2 separate regions of the Sus scrofa genome follow, and region 1 is linked to region 2. Evidence: chromatin contacts called from public Hi-C data. All regions are on one chromosome and are shown on one strand. Each heading gives the region's core, a stretch centred on a gene start, on an enhancer-like site or on the middle of the called end of the contact. The rest is flanking DNA. Distances are from core to core; before and after follow the strand shown.

Evidence for each region. A called contact is a pair of places that touch in the nucleus more often than the background predicts.
Region 1: a Hi-C map of skeletal muscle shows a contact between it and region 2, with 4 times the contacts expected there. The contact joins two enhancer-like sites. A contact is called at or near these places in 5 of 47 Hi-C or Micro-C datasets (embryonic fibroblasts, liver, skeletal muscle and 1 more) and 1 of 2 datasets of contacts at active chromatin or transcription factors (skeletal muscle).

Annotation. Positions count from the first base shown.
Region 1 is chr6:17,586,605-17,593,013 of Sscrofa11.1, reverse strand. No RefSeq gene overlaps it. Among named protein-coding and RNA genes, the nearest start is that of TERF2, 16 kb to the left of the region's middle. Within about 2 kb of position 5,098, at least 26 of the 83 cell types and tissues checked have an H3K27ac peak or open chromatin away from gene starts, as enhancers often do. A contact at or near this core is called in skeletal muscle, where this site is marked.
Region 2 is chr6:17,505,023-17,511,842 of Sscrofa11.1, reverse strand. No RefSeq gene overlaps it. Among named protein-coding and RNA genes, the nearest start is that of CYB5B, 50 kb to the left of the region's middle. Within about 2 kb of position 3,207, at least 16 of the 83 cell types and tissues checked have an H3K27ac peak or open chromatin away from gene starts, as enhancers often do. A contact at or near this core is called in skeletal muscle, where this site is marked.

The DNA.
Region 1 (6,409 bases), core at 3,849-6,348, 79 kb before region 2:
GACACGGCTCAGATCTGGCATTGCTGTGGCTGTGGTGTAGGCCATGGCTACAGCTCTGATTCGACCCCTAGCTGGGAAACCACCATATGCCACGGGAGCAACCCTGAAAAGACAAAAAAAAAAAAGGAACAAAGTTTGTCAATATATACTGCTTTGAAAAATGTTCTACATACTTCTTTCTTTTCTTTCTTTTTTTTTTTTTTTTAAGATGAGGTGGGGATTTCCCGTAGTAGATCAGCAGTTAATGAATCTGACTAGCATCCATTAGGACACAGGTTTGATCCTGCTTTGCTGATAGTCAATCCGGGAACCTCCATATGACGGCCCTAAAAAGCAAAAAAAAAAAAAAAAAAAAAAAAAGATGAGGTGGGAGTTCTCTGGTGGCCTATCAGGTTAAGACCCAGTGGTATCACTGCTGTGGCTTGGGTCACCACTGTAGTGTGCGTTTGATCCCTGGCCGAGGAACTTGTATATGCCTTGGGCACAGCCCAAGCAAAAAAAAAAGTTGAGGTATAACAGAAATAGCATTAGGTTAGTTTAGTTGTACAACATGATTCAATATTTATATGCATGGCAAAATGGTCACCACAGTAAGTCTTAAGACATTATTTCTAAAAAAAGTGGGGAAAACCTTTGAGTGTATTCAAGTGAATAAAATAAAAGAAGAAAGGAAAAACATGTTACAAAACAGTGCATATAGTATTGTCCTATTTGTGTATAAAAAATATATATACACATATATACACACATATATATTATACATACATTTTGTATAATATATATGTGTTATATATACATTACATCTATCTATATATATGTATGTAGATAGGTACATACACATATATACACATATGCCTAGATATATACATGTATACCTAAGTAGAAAAAATATGGAGGAGTTCCTTCGTGGCGCAGTGGTTAGCAAATCCGACTAGGAACCATGAGGTTGCGGGTTCGATCCCTGGCCTTGCTCGGTGGGTTAAGGATCTGGTGTTGCTGTGAGCTGTGGTGTGGGTCGCCGATGCGGCCCGGATCCCAAGTTGCTGTGGCTGTGGTGTAGGCCAGTGGCTGCAGCTCCGATTAGACCCCTAGCCTGGGAACCTCCATATGCCGCAGGAGTGGCTCAAGAAAAGGCAAAAAGACCAAAAAAAAAGAAAGAAAAAGAAAAAATATGGAAGTATGTTCCCTAAAATTGTTAATGACAGTTATCACTGGGAAGTATGATTGAAGGGAGGCAGATTTATCTTTTCTTTTTAATATCCTTTCATGCTCTTTAAGCTTTTTAACTTAAAGAGATATTCGTTTTATAATTTTTTAACAAAAAAAGTCCATAAAACCTGGGGAGCGTGTGAGATTTTAAATTTCCAGCAGAGGGCAGCAGTGATTCTCGAATATTTCTGACGTCAGCACAGAACAGGATTAGTGTCCATGGTTTTCCAATTCCAGGCCCAAACACTGCACTTGGATCACCTTATCATAAAGGAACAAAGGCAATACCACCGAAAGCTTAAAATGCTGTAGAAAGTGTTGTGACAAAACAGTTGCTAAAGGGCTCTTTCTTCATTAACATCTTTACATTGTCTAAACTACCTTTTTCCTCTCTGGAGTTCCCAGTTTTCTTATCTGGTTTTAACAGGTTTTTTTTTTTGTTTGCTTGTTTTAGGGTTGCAGCTGTGGGCATATGGATTCCTAGGCTAGGGGTTGAATGAGATCCGTAGCTGCCAGCCTACGCGGCAGCCACAGCAATGCCAGATCTCAGCTGCTTCTGTTACCTACACTGAGCGAGGCCAGGAATCAAACCCGCATCCTCATGGTTCCTAGTTGGATTCATTTCCACTGCACTACAACGGGAACTTCCAGGTTTCAACAGATTTTAACTGTCTGTTAAAACCAAGACAGTTTGATGAGCTGATCTTAAAAGATCTCTTTCCAGTTCTAAAATTTTAGGGCTTTAAGAATCTAAATCATCATTAAGAAAAAACAAGCCCCAGTGCCCTCTGAAATTAATTAGCTTATCAAAGAATCTGCTTTACAACCCTCGGCTGATCAGGATGAGTTATTACTGGTTTATCTATAGTGCAGATCAAAGAATACTTTTGGGGGGGGTTGTTGGCATTTATTCACTTCACTGATGGAGAGAAAGGAGAACTCTCCCACCCTATGAAGGTTTAGCATGTGTGTAAAGGTCATAGGTCTGGTGTTTAGAAATTATACAAAGGCTTACGAAAGAATCTTCACTGGCTTGGCCAAATTAAACAGCAGGCAATTGTAGAGAAATAAACTCAAGTTAACGTTTAACCACAAGTCCCTTTTCTTGCAGCTTGGTCTTTCTCAATAGGATGGGGTCTGAGAAGGTCAGTAGGCCCACTAGCAAGACATTGGGCTCTTCTGGGAACCCACGCATCCACCCCTTGTTATAAATTTTAGGAGTTCCTGTCGTGGTGTAGCGGAAACAGATCCGACTAGGAACCATGAGGTTGCAGGTTCGATCCCTGGCCTCACTCAGTGGGTTAAGGATCCGGCGGTGCCATGAGCTGTGGTGTAGGTTGCAGATGCAGCTCGAATCTGGTGTTGCTGTGGCTCTGGTGTAGGCCAGCAGCTACAGCTCCAATTAGACCCCTAGTCTGGTAACCTCCATGTGCCACAGGTGTGGCCCTAAAAAGACAAAAATAAATAAATACATTTTATATGTGTGTATGTATATATATGTATATACATATATATAAAGCATCTGAATCATAAACTTTTCCAGCTATTTTTCATGCCTCAATAGGAGTTCTTTTTTTAGAGGACCCTTTATAAATTGTAAGCTTTTTTTACTTTTTAAACATTTGCCCAAGATTCCATCTCTAAAAGGCTGAGTCAGGTGTTCCCGTCGTGGCTTAGCAGTACGGACCCAACTAATATCCATGAAGATGTGGGTTCGATCCCTGGCCTTGCTCAGTGGATTAAGGATCCGGTGTTGCCATGATCTGTGATGTAGGTCAAAGACATGGCTCGGATCCCAAGTTGCTGTGGCTGTGGCGTAGGCTGGCGCTACAGCTCCGATTTGACACCTACTCTGGGAACTTCCATATGCTGCAGGTGTGGCCCTAAAAACACCAAAAAAAAAAAAAAAAAAAGGTGGCTGAGGCAGATTGGAGCCTGTCACTACCTGGCTCCAAGACCCTCACCCTTGACCATGGTCCTGTATGAAATGAGAGGGTTCACTTCATCTACTTGTTATGCAGAAGCTGTGAATAGCTGCAGGAGTTGTTGGGTTAAGGAAACAGGGTGAATGATTATTGCGTCACAAACCTCCGTCTAGCTCACATATATTAAGCACTCACTATGTGCTAGTCTCCATCAGAGGCTGGGGAAGGGAGGGAAAGAGTGTCAAGAGATGAATTAGACATGATCGTTGCACTTTAAGAGGCTTCTTGTTTTCGGAGTGAGGAGCTGACAAGTATACAAATAGAGCATGTGAAAAATAATAGGAAAACACAAATAAGAAAGAAGAAATCAGGAGTTCCCATCGTGGTGCCATGGTTAATGAATCCCACTAGGAACCATGAGGTTGCGGGTTCGATCCCTGCCCTTGCTCAGTGGGTTAAGGACCCGGTGTTGCCGTGAGCTGTGGTGTGGGTTGCAGATGCGGCTCTGATCCAGCGTTGCTGTGGCTCTGGCGTAGGCCGGCGGCTACAACTCCAATTTGACCCCTAGCCTTCGAACCTCTATATGCATGGGAGCAGCCCTAGAAAAGGCAAAAAGACAAAAAAAAAAAAAAAAAAAGAAAGAAAGAAAGACAAAATCAAAGCAGCATAGCAGGATGGTTAAATCCATGGGCTGTGGAGTCCAGTTCTTAGCCGTGGGACCTCTAAGCCTCAGTTTTCTCCTCTGTAAAATGGGCATAGCCTTTAGGTATTTGTTGTAAGGGTCAAATGATTTAATGTATTATTTAATTGCTTACCATTGAACCTGGCAGATGGAAAGATTTGTCAAAATGTATTGTTTGGGAGTTCCGTTGTGGCTCAGCTGGTTAAGAACCCAGCATAGTGTCTGTGAGGATGCAGGTTCGATCCCTGGCCTCACTTAGTGGGTTAAGGAGCTGGCATTGCCACAAGCTGTGGCACAGGTCTCGGTTGCGGCTTGGTTCCAGCATTAAGGTGGCTGTGGCATAGGCTGACAGCTCTAGCTCCAATTCGACCCCAACCCAGAAACTTCCATGTGCTGCAAGTGCAGTCCTAAAAAGAGATTTACAAAACAAAGGGATTGTTTGATAAAGCTTAAGCAAAATAAGAATCACATGTACAACTTCCTTTCTGGGATATTGGCGCCCCTTTCTCAAATTTTTCTGAATTCCCCCGCTCTGAGAGACTCACTGCCTTGAGACTTATTCTTTCCCCTGACATGGTTATCTTTTGATCCTATTAAAACGTCTCCAGGAAAGAAGGCTGTGGCAAAGGGGCCGCAGCCCCCCTGCACCACAAGCTTGGGCTGCATCACAGGGACGGGGAGCTGAAACTGGAGGTAGCCCCTCGTGACAGGCAGGCAGATCAGGAGAATAAACCTGGAGTGTCTGTCAGAGAGTGTTTAGGACCCACTGCCCGAGATTTTCATTCTGCTCCAAATTGAGTCTCATTACATCCTTTGCTAATGTTGGAATGTGACTATAATCATAGGAAGAGTTTCCCATGATTTTATCCTACAATCAGTTCCCCTCCCAACACGTGTATTTATTGTTTTCTCTCAAACACTGACTCACCACTGCCTTCATCCTCAGTCAAGGTCACTGCTTTGATATGCTACAGTGGCTGCCCCTTTCAGCCTTGGTGGGGTTGGGGGTGGGGATGGGGTGGGGGGGGTTCTTTCCTCTGAAATCCACTGCCTTCTGACTACTATGCCTAAATGAACACCTTCCTCTCAAACCTGGTAAAAACTCACCTCCTTCTAGAACCTTCCCTGCTGCATTCTTTACTTTTGCACTCCTGTTTGGTGCTACAGATGCGGTTGGGGTCGTTGGACCGTCGCCAGGCAAGTGCCCTTGTGTCTTTGTTCCGTGTGTGCAAGGTCTGGTTCTTCCCATCGGGGGCAGCATGCATCTGTGGAGAGCGCAGGGACTCGGCCACCTGGCGTGCGTTCACATAGCAGCACCACTCGTGAGTTGTCACATTCACTCTGGCTGTCCTTTGTCACCTTGGGACGGCTCCTTTATTCTCGTGTATTGTCATCTTCCGTCCGGGTTTCTCCAGACAGCTAGCTGTCCCTTCCCCACTCGACTTTAGTTCTTCCCAAGAGTGGACAGAGGGCCCTCTTCTGACTTCCCAAAGCACAGCCTAAGACCGTGTGTGTGCCCCACCATTTCCTGCAGTGAAGGGGACGATGACAGGCCCTTCCTCCCTGAATTCCTGTACGAAGGAAATGCGATAGGGCACGATCACAGAACTTGGCCTACAGCAAGTTGTGGCAGATCCTTTAGACTGACGGGTTTGCTCCAAATCCGGCCCGAACTCTTTCTAGCTCCCTTTCTGGAAAAACAAACACTCGCGATATTTCTCAAACTCCCTTGCAGCTCCAGTTTGGTTTGTGATTTAAATTCCACGGGTGTGAGATTTTAGAACTCTGAACTGTGTGGAGGGAGAGGCGGGTGTGAAACATCCATTTGGCTGCGGCTGATCGTGGCAAAGGCAGTGTGATTCTAGAACCAGCAGCTGGGATGACCGCTTAGCAGTTCTGAAGGCTTCTGGGTGGTGGCAGAGGCTTAGGCTGGCTTGTCAAGGAGTCCGCGGTGTAATTTTGGAGGTCATCCCTGGACATTTAGACTAGAGTCTATTTCTTAATTTTCATAGTGATCCTGTGAGCTAGCCATACTCTTGAATAAATCCCTTTTGCTTAACTTAGCACGAGTGAAACCATTGTTTGCCACTAAGAAAACTGAGCAATATTTAAGTTTTCGATAAATGTTAGCTTTCATTATTATTTTAAAACTTTGTTGGAGTTCCCGTCGTGGCTCAGTGGTGAATGAATCCGACTAGGAACCATGAGGTTGCGGGTTTGATCCCTGCCCTTGCTCAGTGGGTTAAGGATCCGGCATTGCCATGACCTGTGGTGTAGGTCACAGTCGCGGCTTGGATCCCACATTGCTGTGCCTCTGGCGTAGGCTGGTGGCTACAGCTCCCATTAGACCCCTAGCCTGGGAACCTCCATATGCTGCGGAACGGCCCAAGAAATGGCAAAAAAAGACTAAATAAATAAATAAATAAAACTTTGCTGAAGACTTGATAATGTCAAGAAAGGACATTTTTACACTAGCAACTGGATAAGACCATGTAAAATAATTTCTAGAGTAGCACTGTGCCAAAGAGCTTTCTCTGATGGTGGAAATGTTCTGTATTTGCCCCCAGTATGGTAGCCACTAGTTATATGTGGC
Region 2 (6,820 bases), core at 1,958-4,457:
GACTCCAGTGACTGGTCTGGTTTCTTGTAGCGCTGTGTTTGATCCGAGCTCAGCGCAAATGGAGCCACATGGCATTCATTCGCTGTGCCTGCCGTGGGCATGAAGACTGGCAGACTGCAAAGTCCAACTCAGAGCCCACTTTCTCCACGGAATCTCAGATTGCTCCAATCCACCATTCGCCTTTCCCTTTTCTGAGTGCCTGGCACACTTAGAGTGATTTTCCTTCTTTGGCACCATGTTAATCTTCCCAGCTAGATGGAGAGTCTTCAAGGACAGAGATTGGGCCATCACTGGGCATTATTTTGTGTTTTTTCCCTGCACCGAGGGCCATGCTCTAGACACTGTAAATGCTCAGAATACATTTGATTGGTTTGTGGAGGTGAAAGTGAAGTGGAAAATGTGCCCTCTGCAGGTATGGAAGGAAAGCATTCCTCTGAAAACTTCCACCACCTTGATCTGACCTTTACAGAGCAAATTAACAGAGGCTTCTTCATAACATTTAATATCCTCCCCAGACATTCTTGTCTATATTTGGTCTTGGCATCATGAAATATTCAACTTTCAAAAAGGCCTACCTATACCAAAAAAAAAAAAACAAAAAAAAAAAAACAAAAAAACAAAAACCTGGGGTAATATTGACTTATAAATAAAATACATTCCCAGTTGACATAAGAGGAAATAGTAAAATATATTTGCCTCATATATCATTCTTGAGAAAGAACTGAAATTCTAACAAGAATGGACCTTGAAACATCCAGGGGATATTGGTTGGCTGTTGGGTATCAAAAATGCAACTAAAATGATTGATGATCACAGGATATTATATATTTATTGAGTAAAAAACAATGCATTTTCTGGAGTTCCTGTCGTGGCTAGATGGTTAATGAATCCTACTAGGAACCATGAGGTTGAGGGGTCAATCTCTGGCCTCGCTCAGTGGGTTAAGGATCCGGTGTTGCCATGAGCTGTGGTGTAGGTCGAAGATGCGGCTCGAATCTGCGTTGCTGTGGCTGTGGTGTAGGCCGGTGGCTACAGCTCCAATTAGACCCCTAGCCTGGGAACCTCCATATGCCGCGAGTGTGACCCTAGAAAATACAGACCAAAAAAAAAAACATTTTCTAAAAGATGAGGGGGTTTAGGTCCATTGAGATCAAGTGTGTTATAATGATGTACTTTTCATATTGGAACTGTACTTATTAGATACTTTAATATTTGTGATCATATAGTAGCAATTAAAATTAGAAACATCTGTGAGAAAAAAATTTCCTCAAGAATGTTAGTTTTTTGGTAAATATTTTTCTGAAAGGTAGGCTTTCCTACCTTTGGAAATTGTAGGAAATTTTACTCTTCCTTTGGAATTGTCCTTGCTTTCATCCTTTCTTGATGGTGCTAAGAATACTATCAGTTGTGTCTTTATTCACTATGAATGATTATTTGAAGACCTTTTTGTTTTCTTTTTTAAAAAATTTTTTTAAATTTTATTGGAGTATAATTGACTTGCATGTTGTATTAGTTTCAGGTGTACAGCGAAGTGAATCAGTCATACATGAAGACTTTTCCCTACAAAATATAAAATTATTAGTACACATACACTAATGTATATAAAATGTATATACCCTTACAATGTAACTCGTTAGCTTTGAAACCTATTATTTGTCTGATCATCCATAGGGCATATATATTTTACCACTTATAAAAAATATCCGGATTTCCCATTGTGGCTCAGTGGTAATGAACCCAACTAGTGTCCATGAGGACTTGGGTTCAATCCCTTGCCCCACTCAGTGGGTTAAGGATCTGGCGCTGCTGTGGTGTAGGTGGGTGCGGCCTTAAAAAGAATATATGTATATATCTCACTCTTGTATCTATGTTATTATGATTGCTTTTCCTTGTGTGTATAGCTCACTTACCCAGATCTTTTTTTTTTTTTTTTTTGGTCTTTTTAGGGCCGTACCCACGGCATATGGAGGTTCCCAGGCTAGGGGTCCAATTGAAGCTGTAGCTGCCCAGATCTTTGACAATAGATTTCACCAGCAGGTATTCATCAGGTAATATGTGACTAGCACATTGGTAAAAGGCATGTAAACATGTTACATTCCCAATAACTGTAAACAAATGAATATTAATACATGTATATAGATAACTTTCATATTAATTCAAAAATTGATATATATATATATTTTTTGGCTGCACCTGTGGCATGTGGGCATTCCCAGGCCAGAACCCATGCGACAGCAGGACCTGAGTCACAGCAGTGACATCGCCGAATGCTTAACCTGCGAGGCCACCAGGGAACTCCCCTAAATTTGTATTTTTAACATGGTGAATATTCAAACATCTAGGGGGACAGGATGGCTGGGGTCTTACCGAGGTAACTGAGGGCGCGGGAGCATTCTGAGGAGCCGTGACTCACACCTCATAGCGTTTAAGTGCTGTGCTCCGTGTGTCCTGCCTGCCATCGTGTGATTTTTTAAAGGGGTAGCATTTGTCCCCCGAGGATCCTGAAACATTATGTTCTGTGCTTCACATGACTGGTAACGGGCTCTATCCTGATAACTTTAAAAAATATGTTTATGATTCAGTGCCCAAATAGGCAATTCAGAGAGGAAGGATCATTGACATTCAGAGGGGAGAGGGGGGCAAGGGCTGCTGTGTTTATTTTGCCACGGTCAGTTTATTCTTTCCTCCCAGAGAGTTACGTAGCCCTAACCTTGACCCTCCAACAGTATGTTCAGCCACAAATCTCTGTTTGTGACCTTTGTTACCATTTATCAATATAAAGCATATTTATAAAAGAATGGAGTTAGGCATTTTCCTTTTTTTTTTTTTTTTTAACATGGTTTTCTGTATGGGGGGGTTGCTGAGGGGGCACTTCCCAGCATCCATCCCACACCAGATGAAAAGTCTGAGACAGGTGGGACAATTCTATCCCACATGGTCACACATGTGACCTAGTTCTCACCCGCGGGGATGAAACCTCTGGGAGAAGTTTCTTCTCCAAAGAGACTCAGAGAAAACTGCTGTAGCTACTCTGCTGCCAGCCAGAGAATGAAGCAAACCCGAGATGGCTGCGTGGAGCAGGAAAACACCCAAGACTTGGCTGACTCCAGGGGCTGATGCAATGACCCCGGCAGTGCGTTTGCGCCCCACAGCAGGTCTTCCATTTATGTGGCGGTCATAAATTTCCGTATTGGTTAAGCCATTTGAGTCGGAGTTTCTATTACTTGCAGCTGGAAGCATCCTCGCCGATAAACTATTCTTAAGAGGAATGACTCATGGGGAAAGAATCCTCCTAGCTTCTGATTAACTCTGGCCTCCAGAGATAATTATCTGGGCCATCAGATACATAAAAAATATGGAGGTCATAAGATTAAAATTATGGTGGTTACATTTAAGGAGAGGGTGGAAATATTGACTGGGAGGGGGCCTGAGAGGGGCTTCTGGAATGTTGGTACTATCTTGACCTGGGCGGTGGTTAAATGGGTGTTTACTTTGGGATAAAGGCATTGAGCTGTAGATTTATGATTTGTGTACTTTGCTGCAGGTAAGTTATACTTCAGTTTAACAAAAAGTTTACTAAAAAATATTATCTTGTAACTAGACCTCCAAACCATTTTATCTTGACTGAAAGGATATGAATGACATAATGTGGTCATTTATCAGGCCACCAAGCTAAGCTGTTGGGGTATGCTTTCTACAATAAATATCCTGAAGCTCATTTTTTTAAAGACCTCCTGTCCCTGCTGTGTGGCCACCCTTCTCTAATTTCAGCCAAAAGTGTGTTCCCTGAGGGTTCAGATGGGAAAAGCCTTGCAAATGAAGGACTTCATTAAGAATTCAGTCACAATGACTATTAAAAACCAGAATAAAAACTAACAGGATGGCATCCGTCCAGGTAGGGCTTTGTCAGGCAACACTCTCACAGAGGCATTTTTGTTACAGGAGGGTCCACTCACTGGAAACCACGAGTTTGGAGGATGCACGAACCTCAGGCGGTGTAGGTTGAGTCCTCAAGTTCGTGGAGAAGAGATGGAAGATGTTTAGTTAGCTGTTTTATGAGAGAAGATACATGCTTTGGGGACCAAATTATCTGGAAAAAAGAGTTGGCTCCATTGGAAGAAAACTGGCAAATTAAAGTTACCATAACCCAGGTTGGAGGGTGGAATTGGACATGGGGTAGCAGGTTCCTGTGACTCAGTCTCTATGAGGGAGAGGATTTGGAGAGTGATCACATGGGACTAAATGGGGAATCTGATTGGTTGTTGGCCAGACCCATGGAACTGAAATTTCTTAGCACTGTAGAGCCCTGGCCTGATCAAGGAGTTGGAGTCACATTGATCCACAGAGCTGGAAGCTCGGAAGAATGCAGGGACCTCTTTTTTTGATCTTTTTAGGGCCACACCTGAGGCTTATGGAGGTTCCAGGCTAGGGGTCAAATTGGAGCTGTAGCTGCCAGCCTATACCACAGCCACAGCAATGCAGGATCTGAGCTGCATCTGTAACCTACACCACAGCTCATGGTGATGCTGGATCCTTAACCCACTGAGCAAGGCCAGGCATCAAACTCGCGTCTTCATGGATGCTAGTCAGATTTGTTTCTGCCGAGCTACGACGGGAACTCCCATAATCATTTATTTAGTTATGTTCCGCCTCACATTTCAAGGTGCTTGCACGTTCAATATATCCTCACTAAACCTTGTGAGGTGGGTGAGGCAGGTATGATCATAAGAGATAGTGACTAAGAGAACAGGCTTTAGAGTCAGACCAGCCTGTGTTTGAATCCCATCTATCTTACCTGCAGAGGATGTTGTGAAATTGACTCAGCCTATGTTGGTGGTTCTCACCTCCAGCGGCATTGGGCAACATACAAAGACGTTTCTGATTGTCATAACAGGAGGAGGGCCATTAGCATCTAGGGGGTGGGGTAGGGGCCAGGGATGCTGCTAAACATCCTACAATGCACAGGACGGCCCCTTACCACAAGGAACTGTTCAGACCAATGTGACAGCAGTGCTGCCATTGAGAACCCCTGGACCCCATCTGATTCTTACTCTCTTCATCTATGCAGTGGGGATATTGACAGTAAGTCATCTGGTTGTTAGAGTAGGCGAAATAACAGTTGACGTTTGGTTGTCTGTCCTTCCACTCTCCTCACTGTTCTAAGAGTTGCCCTCTAGGACTATATATCTTCACAGAATTTAATTTCCGTAGGCTGACTGCAAACCCTATAAGGTCTCCATAGTTTCATGATGTCGGTCCCCCGTAGGCATTTTGTGTAGTATGACTCTGTGTCTGCCACAGTTGATTGGATCAGGGGTTGGCCTCAGGATCCAAGCTAGAGCCGGAAGAATTCTCTTTCCAAGGAACTTGGTGATTTGTGCTGAGAGATGCCAGGCTGAGTCTGGCTGGTGCCTTGAATGGAGAAGATATAAACCTGGGAGTTGTGGGTGGTCACTTTCTCACATGTGAATGGGAGGCAGAGACAGTCAGTTTATAGCAGAAGAGAAGAATGCAGCAGGTACAGAGAGAAAAGCAGTAACAGGAGACAGAGTCCTGAGTATGGTCCCTGCTGCCCCCTTGCCCTTAGGTTCTAGAGGCCCTTTCTGCATCCATGTCATACTTTTTTTGTTGTTGAAAAGTAGTGATTTTTATTTTTTTTATGCCATACTTTTTTTCCCCTTTTTAAAAAATTGTGTACCCCTGATATATGGAAGTTCCTGGACCAGGGATTAAATCTGAGCTGCAGCTGTTGCAATGCTGGATCCTTTAACCCACTGTGCTGGGTCGGAGTCAAACCCATACCTCTGTAGTGACCCAAACCAATGCGTCAGATTCTTAACCCACTGTGCCATGGAGGGACCTCCCATGTCATCCTTTTTGCTTATATTGGCTTCCCTTAGGTGTTTTCTTGTGCTCAAGGGATACATTACTGATGTCTGATGACATATGTAAAAGCACTTAGCATGGAGACTAGGAGTAGTAAGCCCAGAATCAGTGGCAGTTATTATAATCATTCCCATTTTAGAGATAAGAAAGTCAAGGCAGAGATGAAATAATTTGTCTTATGTCATACAGCTCTTTGGTGGTAACCTGATCTGGGACCCAGGCATCCTGATCCCTAGACCTGGGTTCTGTTTTGTCTCTTCTTTGAATTGTGAAATAAAACGTTTAGAATAGGGCATGAGTAAGTAAGTACCTATGTACGGTTAAAAATAATTCAAAGTGAACCCTGGTGTATCCATCACCCAGGACAAGAACCAGAAAATTGGCTGCCACTCAGGAGAGCTTCCTGTGTCCCTCCCTGACACGTCTCCTGCTTTCCTTGCCAGAGGTAACCAATATCCTGTGTTTTTTTTTTGCTGAAATAATTTTTAATAGTTTTTCCACCTACATTTGCATCCCTAAACCACATGATTTCCTTTTGTTTTGGAACTTTATATAAATGAAATTGTGCTATACATATTATCTGATGAGTTATTTCTTTCAAGCCTGTCTTTGCAAGGCTCATCCATGCTGTTCTGTTCATTTATTTCCTTTGATGTATAGTCTACAGTGTATTTATGCAAGCTACTCCCAATGGACATGAGGTTACTTCTGATTTCTGGCCAACAGTATTACCACAAGCATCCTTGTTTGTATATTCTGGTGCACATGTGCAAGGACGTCTCTTGGCTGTGTAAGTAGAAGACCTGCAGTGTTGGAGACTTCCTTTGCTTCACATCCATGTCACTTTGGGTTGTTTGTCCTCCAGATGCCAATACCGAGGCCACAGGGGGGAAAAAGTTCTGCTGTAGTGCTGTGGGATACACGAATTTAAAAC